Linked DNA regions of Mus musculus: regions 2 and 3 are each linked to region 1. The links are chromatin contacts, called in public HiChIP or PLAC-seq maps. All regions are on one chromosome and are shown on one strand. Each heading gives the region's core, a stretch centred on a gene start, on an enhancer-like site or on the middle of the called end of the contact. The rest is flanking DNA. Distances are from core to core; before and after follow the strand shown.

What was found. HiChIP or PLAC-seq counts read pairs in DNA pulled down with a chosen protein or histone mark.
Region 2: an H3K27ac HiChIP or PLAC-seq map of microglia shows a contact between it and region 1, with 4 times the contacts expected there. The contact joins the promoter of Clip2 here to the promoter of Ncf1 in region 1. A contact is called at or near these places in 3 of 39 promoter capture datasets (cranial neural crest, embryonic stem cells and liver), 6 of 115 datasets of contacts at active chromatin or transcription factors (astrocytes, embryonic forebrain, embryonic stem cells and 3 more) and 3 of 9 other capture datasets (adipose tissue, liver and pancreatic islet).
Region 3: a contact with region 1 is called in an H3K4me3 HiChIP or PLAC-seq map of bone marrow-derived macrophages, with 4 times the contacts expected there. The contact joins the enhancer-like site here to the promoter of Ncf1 in region 1. A contact is called at or near these places in 13 of 39 promoter capture datasets (the 3T3-L1 cell line, the C10 cell line, the HPC-7 cell line and 8 more), 1 of 15 datasets of contacts at CTCF or cohesin (embryonic stem cells), 3 of 484 Hi-C or Micro-C datasets (double positive thymocytes and embryonic stem cells), 7 of 115 datasets of contacts at active chromatin or transcription factors (T-cell acute lymphoblastic leukemia, bone marrow-derived macrophages, embryonic stem cells and 4 more) and 3 of 9 other capture datasets (adipose tissue, liver and pancreatic islet).

The regions. Positions count from the first base shown.
Region 1 is chr5:134,227,860-134,231,819 of GRCm38.p6, forward strand. It overlaps Ncf1 (neutrophil cytosolic factor 1), which reads right to left and starts at 1,766. Exons shown (of 11, transcript NM_010876.4): 1 at 1,637-1,766; 2 at 216-296. The coding sequence starts at 1,708.
Region 2 is chr5:134,550,631-134,554,590 of GRCm38.p6, forward strand. Clip2 (CAP-GLY domain containing linker protein 2) reads right to left here and starts at 1,804. Exons shown (of 17, transcript NM_009990.3): 1 at 1,416-1,804.
Region 3 is chr5:134,484,196-134,488,155 of GRCm38.p6, forward strand. No RefSeq gene overlaps it. Among named protein-coding and RNA genes, the nearest start is that of Gtf2ird1, 29 kb to the left of the region's middle. Within about 2 kb of position 1,721, at least 16 of the 459 cell types and tissues checked have an H3K27ac peak or open chromatin away from gene starts, as enhancers often do. A contact at or near this core is called in bone marrow-derived macrophages, where this site is marked.

The DNA.
Region 1 (3,960 bases), core at 516-3,015:
GTGTGTGTGTGTGTGTGTGTGTGTGTGTGTGTGTGTGTTATCTCCTCTGTCCCTGTCTCCTTCATTTGTTTATTTTGAGACAGGGTCTCACTATGTAGCCCTCGGAAATCTCTAGGTACCCCAGGCTAATCTGACTTCAGATACATGCTGAGCTTGAGGTCCACAAAGGCAGAGGCAAAGCTGCAGTTCGAATCTGCCCCTCCCCCAACACTCACATGGAACTCGTAGATCTCGGTGAATTTTCTGTAGACCACCTTCTCCGACAGGTCCTGCCACTTAACCAGGAACATGTACACCTGAGGGGCATTAGAGCCGAGAGGGGCACTCAGCACCCACGAGGACCATGCTGTGCCCCTGGGCTGCCTTTTTAGCCTTGGATGGAAGGCTGAGGGGTTGTGGTGAGGCAATCTTTGGGGGTTTTGCTACATTGTGAGACTCTGTCTAAAAATACCCCTGTGATTGTCTCCAGGGGAGGGATGGAGGACATGAAGGAAACACCCAGGGTGACCGCTGTCCCCTCTTCTGGTGTGGCTTTTGGTTGTGGAATGATTCAGAACATTTATATTTAGAGAGGGAGGGAGGAGGGAGGGGAGACTTAGCTCTTAACTGCTGAGGGTCCCAGGTAAACAGCTTACAAGTGCTGGGCGGCACCATCTCTGGCCTGCCTTGGGCCGAGCAGACCCAGTGATAGAGTCTAGATATATGGGCAGATATTCCTCGACCTCATCTCCCCAGGGCAAACGGGAGACATCGTCCCCTACTAGGGATCCAAACTCAGTAACCAATATCATAGAAGAGGAGAGAAAAAAAAGCCACAGTTTCCAGGCCTCGCAGGCTGCCATGCAGGGCCACTCCTGGAGCTGACTAGACAGGGAGGTTTCCTGGTAGGAATGAGCCTTGGTCCTAGGCACTGGACAGAGGGTAAGGTTGAGCTCTGGCATGCTTGGGGGCTCAGTGTGAAGACAGAGAGGGAGGCAGCTGGGACGGTGCACAGGGGTATCTGCTCACCATGGCAGGGTCCTTTGTGAACACCCAAGAGAAGCCTGAAGCCCAAGGATAAGAAAGCCCTGTGCCTGAGAGGTCCCCACGGAGGTATATCTTCCCCTGGTCCCCCTCCCCCTCACATCCTTCCCTTGGTCCCCCTCCCCCTCATAGCCTCCCCTGGACCCCTCCTCCCATATCCTTCCCCTGTTCTCCCTCCCCCCATATCCTTCCCTGGTCCCCCTCCCTCTCACATCCTTCCCTTGGTCCCCCTCCCCCTCATAGCCTCCCCTGGACCCCTCCTCCCCATATCCTTCCCCTGTTCTCCCTCCCCCCATATCCTCCCCTGGTCCCCCCTCCCTCTCACATCCTTCCCCTGGTCTCCCTCTCTCCATATCCTTCCCCTGTTCTCCCTCCCCCCATATCCTCCCCTGATCCCCCTCCCTCTCACATCCTTCCCTTGGTCCCCCTCCCCCTCATATCCTCCCCTGGACCCCTCCCCCCATATCCTCCCCTGGTCCCCCTTCCCCTCACATCCTTCCCTGGTCTCCCTTCCTCTCATCTCCTTCCCTGGTCCAGGTGGTTTTTGGGTAGCAGCAGAGTGATAGCACTGTCCCCACTATGCGCTCCTGCAGGGCACTCTTAGGCTACTCACATAGTGCTGGCTGGGGATGAAGCGCTTCTCGAAGCCCAGCAGGGCAATATGGCGAATGAAGGTGTCCCCCATGGCTGGGCCGTGACAGGGACACTTCTCTCTATAGCCTGGGCTGGGCCTTAAATACACTAAAAAGAAGAAGTGGTTTCTGCTGCTTGTGGGGTAAGGGCGGGGAAGGCCCAGGAGGCTCTTAGACTTAGTCTTTCACTTTCTGAGAATTTTTGAGCTTCAACAGAGTGGTGGGGCAGCCAGGGGCCCTGAAGCACAGAAACCTGTTCTACCGACACCATGGCCCAACCCAGGCACTGGGGCCTCTCTACAGTTCTGAACCACCCCCAACAAACATGGGGCTGGAGAGCTGGTGCAGTGCTTAAGAGCACTGACTGCTCTTCCAGAGGTTCTCAGTTCAATTCCCAGCAATCACATGGTGGCTCACAACCATCTGTAATGGGATCTGATGCCCTCTTCTGGTGTTGTCTGAAGACAGCTACAGCATGCTCAGATTAATAAAATAAATAAATAAATCTTAAAAAAAAAAAAGCTGGGTGTGGTGGCAGGCAGAGGCCGGCAGATTTCTGAGTTCGAGGCCAGCCTGGTCTACAAAGTGAGTTCCAGGACAGCCAGGGCTATACAGAGAAACCCTATCTCAGGAAAAAAAAAAAAGCCTGTGACCCCAGCCCTTGGGAGGTAGAGGCAGGAGAATCAAGGGTTCAAGGCCAGCTTCAGCTATATAATGAGTTTGAAGATAGCCTGGCCTACGTGAGATTGACTTTAGAAGTCCTGTCTTTACAGGACCAGGACTGGACATGGCTCCGCAGATAAAGTCCTTGGCATACAAGCCTGAGGACCTGAGTTCTATCTCTAGAACCTACATTAAAGAAAAGTTTAGGGCCAGCGAGATGGCTCAGTGGGTAAGAGCACTGTCTGCTCTTCTTCTGAAGGTCCTGAGTTCAAATCCCAGCAACCACATGGTGGCTCACAACCATCTGCAATGTATAATAATAAATAAATCTTTGGGCGGAGAAAGCAGGGACTGATGGAGAGAGAAGAGTTATCTGAAGTGAGAGGGTCCGACCTGAGCAAGGGGAGGTCCTAAATTCAATTCCCAACAACCACATGAAGGCTCACAACCATCTGTACAGCTACAGTGTACTCATATACATAAAATAAATACATAAATCTTTTTAAAAAGCCAGGTGTGGTGGCACACACCTTTAATCCCAGCACTTGGGAGGCAGAGGCAGGTGGATTTCTAAGTTCGAGGCCAGCCTGGTCTACAAAGTGAGTTCCAGGACAGTCAGAGCTATACAGAGAAACCCTGTCTCGAAAAACCATTTAAAAAAAAAACTTTTTTAAAAAAATAAAGAAAAGCTCAGAATCCTCTGTGTGTGTGTGTTTGTGTGTGTGTGTAGATGCAGTTATAGGCAGTTGTGAAATAGCAGACATTGATGTTTGGTACTGAAGTTAGATCCCTCTGCAAGAGAGAGAAGCAGTCGCAGCCACGGAGCCCTCCCTTAGCCTGGAAAGTATGTACTTTTTTATTTTTCGTTTTTCCCAGATAGAGTTTCTCTGTGTAGCCCTGTGTCCTGGAACTCACTCTGTAGACCAGGCTGGCCCAAACTCAGAAATGCACCTGCCTCTGCCTCCTGAGTGCTGTAGTTAAAGGCATGTGCCACCACTGCCTAACTTCTGGTGTCTACACTAAATAAGTAGAGTCAGGAGGTCTCTGGGACTCACTGGCCAGCCAGCCTAGTCTCCAGGTGAGTTTTAAGTTAGCAGTAGACCCTGTCTCAGAAACCAAGGAGACTCCGGAGAGATGATGTCTGCACGCAGGTGTAGACATCAGTAGACACCCACATAGGTAAGACAACATCTGACCGTGTACTAGCCCTTCATAGAAGAATTTGACTTCTCAGACAGCTCAGCCTGGAAGGGAACTTGGGAGCCAGCCATGGTGGCAAGTGTCTTTAATTCCAGCAGTGGAGGAGGACTCTAATGTCACCAACACTGGAGGAGAAGAGACAAAAAGCCGCGGTCAGCAGGCCTCTCTTGCAGAGCCTCACCCTGAGCTGACTAGACGGATTTCCTGGGAGGAGTGAGCCTGGGTCCTGGGCTGGACTGATGGTGGTGACTACGGTGGACTGACTATGCAGACAGAGAAGGAAGCAGATGGACAGAGAACATTGTGTATCTCCCTAGTGTGGCAGAGGCAGGCAGATGTGAGTTCCAGGCCAGCCAGAGATATAGTGAAACAGTTTTAAAGGGGGCAGGGCTGCGCCTGGTGATGGTGGTGGCACATGCCTTTAATCCCAGCACTCTGGAGG
Region 2 (3,960 bases), core at 554-3,053, 320 kb after region 1:
TCCGCTCGCACTGCTGAAACCCACGGGTCCTGCGCTAAGTGGGCACCTAGTGTATGCAGGAAGGAACTGGCAAACACACTCTACCTTGAACTTCACGCCCCAGTAACCTAAATCTTTCTCTGCCCATCTAAGCCAGAATGCCTCTTTTCTGGAAGCTCATGTGGGAGCCATCAACTAGGTAAAAAGCAGCCTTGGGCAGGGCTCTGGTCTCAGGGTCTGCCTTTAGGGTCTGCCCCACCCTCCAGCTGTGCCTCTTGGGAGCTCCTGGCTTCTCCACTTGCCCGGCATCAGGTTAGGCTGTGCTGTGCTGGGCAAAGTAGCTCTGGTTCTGTGTACCTGCCAGCCCCTGGTGGTGCCAATCCAGGTGACAGCGACCTTATGAATGAAGGACTCATTGTTTACATTTACAACTGATGGGGAGAGGCCTCTGGCTCACAGCAAAGGGAAGGTGGCCCCACGTGGTGCTCTCTAGCTCCTCAGAGCACAGCCCTAGGCCAGCCCCATCCCCAGCGTCCTCTGTCGGGGCACCCTTCAAGATTAAAGCCAATTCCTAGTTCCACAACCGTCCAGGCCCCTGCCCATTTGTAGTCCAGAAGACAGGAGCGGGATCTCAGAGGCTGGATTGTGATTCCTCTACCCCTAAGGTGTTCCTCTGCAACGACCTTTCCAGGCTTTGGCCAGGATCGGGAGAAGGCACGCGTGGCAAAGCCCAGTGAGTCCAGGACAAACACACAGGCCCCTCCTGAGGATCCACGCGGGCTAGCCCTGGAGGCTCAGCCCTGCATCCTGCGTCGCCACTGCCCCTCCCTGGGGGGAGGGAAAAAAACTGCTGCCTCACCAGCTACCAGCGCCAGCTTGGGGGGGCAACCCTGCGGAAAGCCACCCTGCCTGGGCCTCCCCCTTACCCTATCCTCTGCCAAGCCAGGCTCTCCAATCAAGTTTTGCTAAGGGCACCAACCAGGCGACCCCAGGTGGCGGGGCGGGGGCCTCCGTGTCTCATCCCAGATGCCAGGTCTGAAGATGAGAGCTGATGGCCGCGCCCACCAGGCTGTGCCCCCACAGAGCCTGTGTGAGCCTTCCCCAAGAGCTCTGCAGCTTGTCCTGGATCCGCTCTTGGAAAGAGGACGCCAACAAAAACACCCGAATCCCAAGCTATGGATGTTTGCACCATCTGGACGTGCAATCCAGGGGCGCCCCCAACCCCAGCAGCGACCTGGGTTAAGGAAGTTGGGGTTCACCCCGCCCACGCCCACCAGCGGCAGCGACCCTGTCCGCTGTCCTTGCCCACGCGACGACAATGGCTTGGTGATAGCACCCCCTTTTCTTTCCAGGATAGGGTGCCGCCGCCCCCCGCGACTCTGCGTCCTTTGTTGCCCGCGCGCCCCCATCGCGCGCGTCCCCAGAGCGGCGCCTACCTTGGAGCTCCAGCAGCGACCAGGACCCGACACCCCTCGCCTCCTCTTGGTCCGCGCGTCCCGGGAACGAGGATGCTGCGCCGGTCTCCTCACGCCGATACACTAACCGGGTCTCCGCGCTCGGAGTCCGGGCCTCGCACAGGATCTACGTCCAGAAGGGGATAGAGGGAGGGGCCGATCCAGTAAGCCCGGCCGCTGCCTGCGCGCCCCGAGGCGGAGCCGAGCTGAGTCGAGCCGAGCGGGGCCGAGCCGGGAAGATCCGAGCCAAACGGGGCGGAGGCGAGAGAAACCGAGCAGAGCGGAGCCCGGTGGAGCCCTGCCAAGGTGAGCCGAGCCCAGCCGAGAGAAGCCGAGCGCCAGGAGAGCTCAGCGGCCAGAGAGCGAACAAAAGGGGCCGGCGTAGCGGCGGGCGCAGGAAGGCGGGGCCCGGAGCGCGGGGGGTGGGGGGGAGGTTGGGGGCGGTGCCCACAATCCTGGTCTCCGGGTTCTCAGGCAACAGTGACGCGCAAAGACTGGGGAGCGGGCGGGCAGAGAAGTCTTAGGAACCTGGTCTTCCCCATCAAGACCATCTACAGCTGACTTGAGCCTTGGAAATAGATTTCACTCACAGGCCCTTCAGCCCTACGCATTTATGTGTGTTCCAGTTTCTGTTTCAACCCTGCATTGCTTATGTAAATATTCCATATAAGGAGACTGAGACACTTAGGAACGTAAGGGGGCGGGGCTGGGATCTGGAAGGCTTTTCGCAAGGGTTGACTTAGGGACTGTGTTCAAAGAGGCGAGGAAGGGGAATGATGCAAATGACCAGAGAGCTTCAGGGGTACCACCTGACACCTGACACTAGGCAAACTGAGCGGGAGGACAAGCGGAGCTACACAGTGAGACTCTGTCTCAAAAAAATCCTTAAGGTCTCACTCAGCGTGGTGGTACGTTAACCTCTGGACCTCAGTTTCCCCATCTTTAAAGGAGGCAGGGTGTTTTTTAGTTCATCAGAACAAAAAGGTAGTTGTGCATTGATGCCAACAGTAGGCCAGCCCAGAGGAACTCTTGCAGTGAAGAGAGTCTGTGTGAGAAGAGCCAAATTCCTCAGAAGTGGACCGTATACAAAGTAAAGAGTGGGTTGTTCGAGAAAGAGCAAGTTTTACGTAGCTAGATGGACAGTTTCAGTGTTGAAATAGGACCTAAATCATGGCAGACTGGAACGAATCCACCTCTTAGGTTGGGTCCTGGCTTAGAGGTAGAGCACCTACCTAGGATAACCCCAGGGAGGGGCTGGGGGCGGGGCTCAGGGGTAGAGCCCCTGCTTAGCATTACTGAAGCCCCAGGTTCCATCCACTAACAGAAAAATGAAATAGCTGGCCATGGTAGCACCTGCCTTTAATCCCAGCACTTGAGACGCTGTAACAGACTGATCCGTATTAGTTTAAGCCCAGCCTGGTCTACATAGAGAGTTCCAGGCCAGACAGGGCTACATAGTCTCAAAAAGAAGGAAAATTAATACCACAGATAAAAGAGTTAAAGTTCACACTTCAACCATCAACCATAGTTCTCTGTCTGTAAACCCTTCAATGTGTGTCTTAGAAAGAAAGGATGAGGGCTGGAGAGATGGCTCAGTGGTCAAGGGCATACATTTCAGCTGGGTGTGGTGGTGCATGCCTTTAATTTCAGCAAGTTAGGGGCTGCACTCTGTAGCTTGAAGCCAGCCTGGTCTGCATAACAAGTTCCATGCCAGCCAAAAGTATACAGTGAAACCCTGTCTCAAAAAATAAAAGACTGGGGCTGGTGAGACGGCTCAGTGGGTAAGAGCACCCAACTGCTCTTCCGAAGGTCTGAAGTTCAAATCCCAGCAACCACATGGTGGCTCACAACCACCGGTAATGAGATTTGATGCCCTCTTCTGGTGCGTCTGAAGACAGCTACAGTGTACTTACATATAATTAATAAATAAACAAACAAATAAATAAATCTTAAAAAAAAAAAAAAAGACTGTACACTGCTCTTTCAGAATCCCGGTAGGAGGAAGAAAGATCCTAAGTTCAAGGCCAGCTTTGGCCACATGATAATTTGGAGGATGGCCCAGGCTACATGAGTCACCGGGACAAGGATTTGTCCCCATGTGAGCCACCTGAGCATTCTGTTGGTGCCCTCAGCAGGCAGACAGAAGGAACCCCCAACTGACATGCCCCCAGGTGGACCCCCAGCAAGAATCTCCCTGCTAAACATCTGCTTTGGGCTATTGGAATCAGCTCCAAGAGACCCAGCTGGCTGCTCATGGGTGGAACCTCAAAGGGTGACTGATCTTTGGCCCTAGCTGTTGGCAAGCTGGTTCTAGCTGAGGAATCCTCCCCTTACTGGGGGATTTCTGGCAGGTACTCGGTATCTCAACCACGCCCCAGCTTTCGCTGGGGAACTCTAGGCCAGCACTCTATCCATGTGCTACATCTCCAGCCCCTTATATTTATTTTTGAGACAGAGCCTGACATACCCAGTGCTAGCTTTGAGTTCCCTCTGGTCTAGTTCTAAAAACCCACTTGCCTTTGCCTTT
Region 3 (3,960 bases), core at 471-2,970, 260 kb after region 1:
ATCTGCCTGCCTCTGCCTCTGCCTCTGCCTCTGGAGTGCTGGGATTAAAGGAGTACGCCACCACTGCCCGGCTTTTTTTGTTTTGTTTTGTTTTTTTTATGTGTACATAAACAATATATGTTAATATATGTGTATGCATGTATTAGTCAGTGTTCTCTGCTCCAGCTACGTTAACACTGCTAGATATGAAAGGAAAGTTCAAGAATCCAGTAGTTTCTCAGTCCATGAAGCTGGAAGTCTCAGCTGGTCTTTGCTGTACACTGCAATCCTGAAGAAGCAATCTCTAATGCCAGTGAAGGAATGGGAGAGCTAACAAGGCAAGAGCAAACAGAGAAAGCAAAAGCTTCCTTTTCCTCCTCCTTCTGGGTCCTTAGATAGGCTTTGAGCAGAAGGTGTGGCCCAGATTAAAGGATATTTTTCCCCCAACTCAAGTGATGATCTGGATTAAAGGTGTGTCTGCCTGCTTCACGATCCAAATTAAAGGTGTGTCTTTTTCAATTTCCAATTAAGCAAAAATCCCTTACAAGTGTGCCCTACATTGTGGGGTTTTAGTTAATTCCAGATGTAGTCAAGTTGACAATCAAAAATAGCAACTGCAATGCATGTGTATATAAAGTAAGTGTATGTATAGATACACATGTGCACACATGGATGCTTATACACATATGTGTGTAGTATTGTGTGGATGACTGTATGTGTATACATGTGAATATTCTGGTATGTGTATGTGTGTGTGGATAATTATGAGTGTATGTGCTCATATATCAGTGGACGTCCATATGTGCCTATGTAGTTGTATGTGTACAACATAGTGAGTGAGTGAGGCATGTGCTTACATGAAAAGGCTTCTCTGGAGGATAAGGTTTGAGCTAGAAACTCAGGACCAGGCCAGAGTGGACAGTGGTTCAGAAAGGTTAGCATAGATTAAAGGGGTGTCCTAAAGGTTAGCATAGGTTAAAGGGGTGTCCTAATTTGCTTTCTGTTGCAACAAAACACTGACCAAAATCAAATTGGGGAGGAAAGGGTTTATTTGACTTACAAGTTACAGTCTATCCACCTGTCCACCCATCCATCCATATTTGATTCAGGGCAGGAATCAAAGCAGGGGCCATGGAGGGATGCTGCTTACTGGTCCTTGCCTTGCTCGGCTACCTGCCTAGGAATGGTACCTCCCACAGTGGGCTGGACCCTTGCCCATCAATCATCAACTAAGAACACGCCCCCTAGACCTGCCAGTCTAGGAGGCAATTCCTCAACTGAGGTCCCCTCTTCCCAGGTGTGTCTAGTTGGCAACTGGAGCTTTGACGGGGGTTAGGGGGGTGAAGAACAGAAGGTGGTGGATGCAGCATAGAGCAGGCATGTGGACTGAGTGAGGGCAAAAGGGAGATGCGCCCGATTTGCGAAACAGTCTGGGAAATCCAGTGTGAAGTGGTCCAGTAGGGCAGGGGGAAAGGCAGCTGCTGAGCCACGGAAGGGGCTTTGAGGGTGACTCTGAGGGCAGCATAGGGGACAGCTAGTTCTTCCCTCTGTTGTCACTTGAGAGAAAGGTTCCAGACAAGAGCCAGAACTATGCGTTCTCAATTCAGCAAGGACCCCAGCAAAGGCATGTTGAGTCACTCAACGGCAGACAAGGATCTGGGTATAGGAAGGGGGATCCGAGTCCAGGGACATGAAATCCTACCTAAAGGGTTCCTGGAAATGAATTGAATGTCCCCTTTCTAGCTGGCTTCTGTTGCTAAGATGGATAGGTGGACAGATGGATAGCCACATAGGAGTCTGAACCAAGCCTGGTGGCTTCTTGGGACCACCCCACCAGGGAACTATAGGGCCGGGAGGGAGATACTTTGTGCCTTTCCTGTGCAGGCTTGCCAGTCAGGTTCTATGCCTTTTAAGTGCCATAGAGATGACCGGAAGGTGCAGCAGCTGAGGGCGACACCTTGTGGTGAGTTCTGTGCATTACAGGAGGGACTATAAATATACATGCATACCTTATATGTATGTCATCTCCCACTGTGTCCTCTTCACTGCCCCAACTCACCTTTCTCTTTCTGCCCTGTTTTTTCTTTCTTCTCTTCTCCAATCTCCTCTTTTTTTTCTCCCTTCCTCTCTCTCCCCGACCTCTTCCCTGTCTCCTCCCACTCTACCTATCCTCCCTCTCTTCCTCCCCCTCCTTCACGCCCCCCAGGCCGTCTTTAAATTTACTGTGTAAGCTGGTGCTAAGACCAGGCTGTGGCCTGCTGTAAGTTACTCTATATTGACTAAAACTGCCTTTTTTTCAGGTTGTGTCTTGCCCCCAGGAGTCTCTATTTTGGGGTGGAGGATGACGGCTCCCGCCCAAACGGATCTGCAGACACCATCATTCACGTAGCACAGACTAGTATGTGACTTATTCCTGGGCGTAGAAAGCTGGGTGCAGTGGCACATGCCTTTAATCCCAGCACTCAGGGGGCAGAGGCAGGCGAATTTCCGAGTTCGAGGGTAGCCTGGTCTACAGAATGAGTTCCAGGACAGACAGGGCTACACAGAGAAACCATGTCTCGAGAAACCAAAAAACAAAACAAAACAAAACAGAAAAAAAAAGAGTGACATCCAGGACAATCAAGGGACACACAATGAGACCCTGCCTCAATAAGCAAAAATAAATAAACAAATAAAATTTAATAAGGGTGCCACCCTTCAGGACAAATTGAGACTCTAGGGGCATATGGGTGATTGAAAATATTAGACACACCAAAGAAAGAGTGTAACCCCCTCACCTGGAGCCCTTAAAGTGACGAAGCAGTGGCCCCCACACCTTCTTGTCATCTGACACTCAGTGTGCGAATGAAGGACCAATATACAGAACACTCCAGGCTGCCTCTGGGGTCTCAGCACAGCGTGGTCCCTGGACTAAGAAAAACACTGAGTGCTGTAAGCCAGATTTAATAAAGCATCCTAGAAGCAGAACAGTTATCTGAGAGCTGTAGCCTATGCCCAACTTCAGAGGTTTCACAGGGGAACAATATTAGCAACCGGAGTAAGGGGTTTTTTTAGATTTTAAAATTTTTTTAAAGATTTATTTATTTATTATATGTAAGTACACTGCAGCTGTCTTCAGACACCCCAGAAGAGGGAGCCAGATCTCATTATGGATGGTTGTGAGCCACCATGTGGTTGCTGGGATTTGAACTTGGGACCTTTAGAAGGCCAGTCAGTGCTCTTAACCACTGAGCCATCTCTCCAGCCCCTTAGATTTATTTATGTATTTATTTTATGTATATGAGTACACCATAGCTATACAGATGGTTGTAAGCCTTCATGTGGTTGTTGGGAATTGAATTTCAGGACCTCTGCTCACTCTGGTCAGTCATGCTCGCTCAGTCCCTGCTCGCTCTGACCCAGAGATTTATTTATTATTATACATAAGTACACTGTAGCTGTCTTCAGACGCACCAGAAGAGGGTGTCAGATCTCATGATGGGTGGTTGCTGGGATTTGAACTCAGGATCTTCGGAAGAGCAGTCAGTGCTCTTACCCGCTGAGCCATCTCGCCAGCCCCCTAAGGCATCATTTTAGCCAAGACTGTGGCTGCTTTTTCCTAAGAATCTGCCTGAGACCAAACTGAAGAGTTTCGTTTTTGGTTTTGGAAGACAGAGTTTCTCTGTGTAGCCCTGGTTGGCCTGGAACTCACTCTGTAAACCAGGCTGGCCTCGGACTCAAGAGATCTTCCTGCCTTTATCTCCTGAATAATGGATTCAAGATGTGTGCCACCATGCTTAGCTTAAATTGAAGAGTTCGGGATTTTGTTGTCAGAGGACATTTTAAGACAGCCTAATGGCGACTCTTTCTTGTGGTTATTAATGATCACTCTAATGCATTGGGATTGTTATCTAGAAGGCAAACATAAGGGCAGGTTTCTGGGTACCAGGAACTACCCTTAGTCCTTCAGGAACCTCCCATAGCCTTCCACCAAGGTCAACT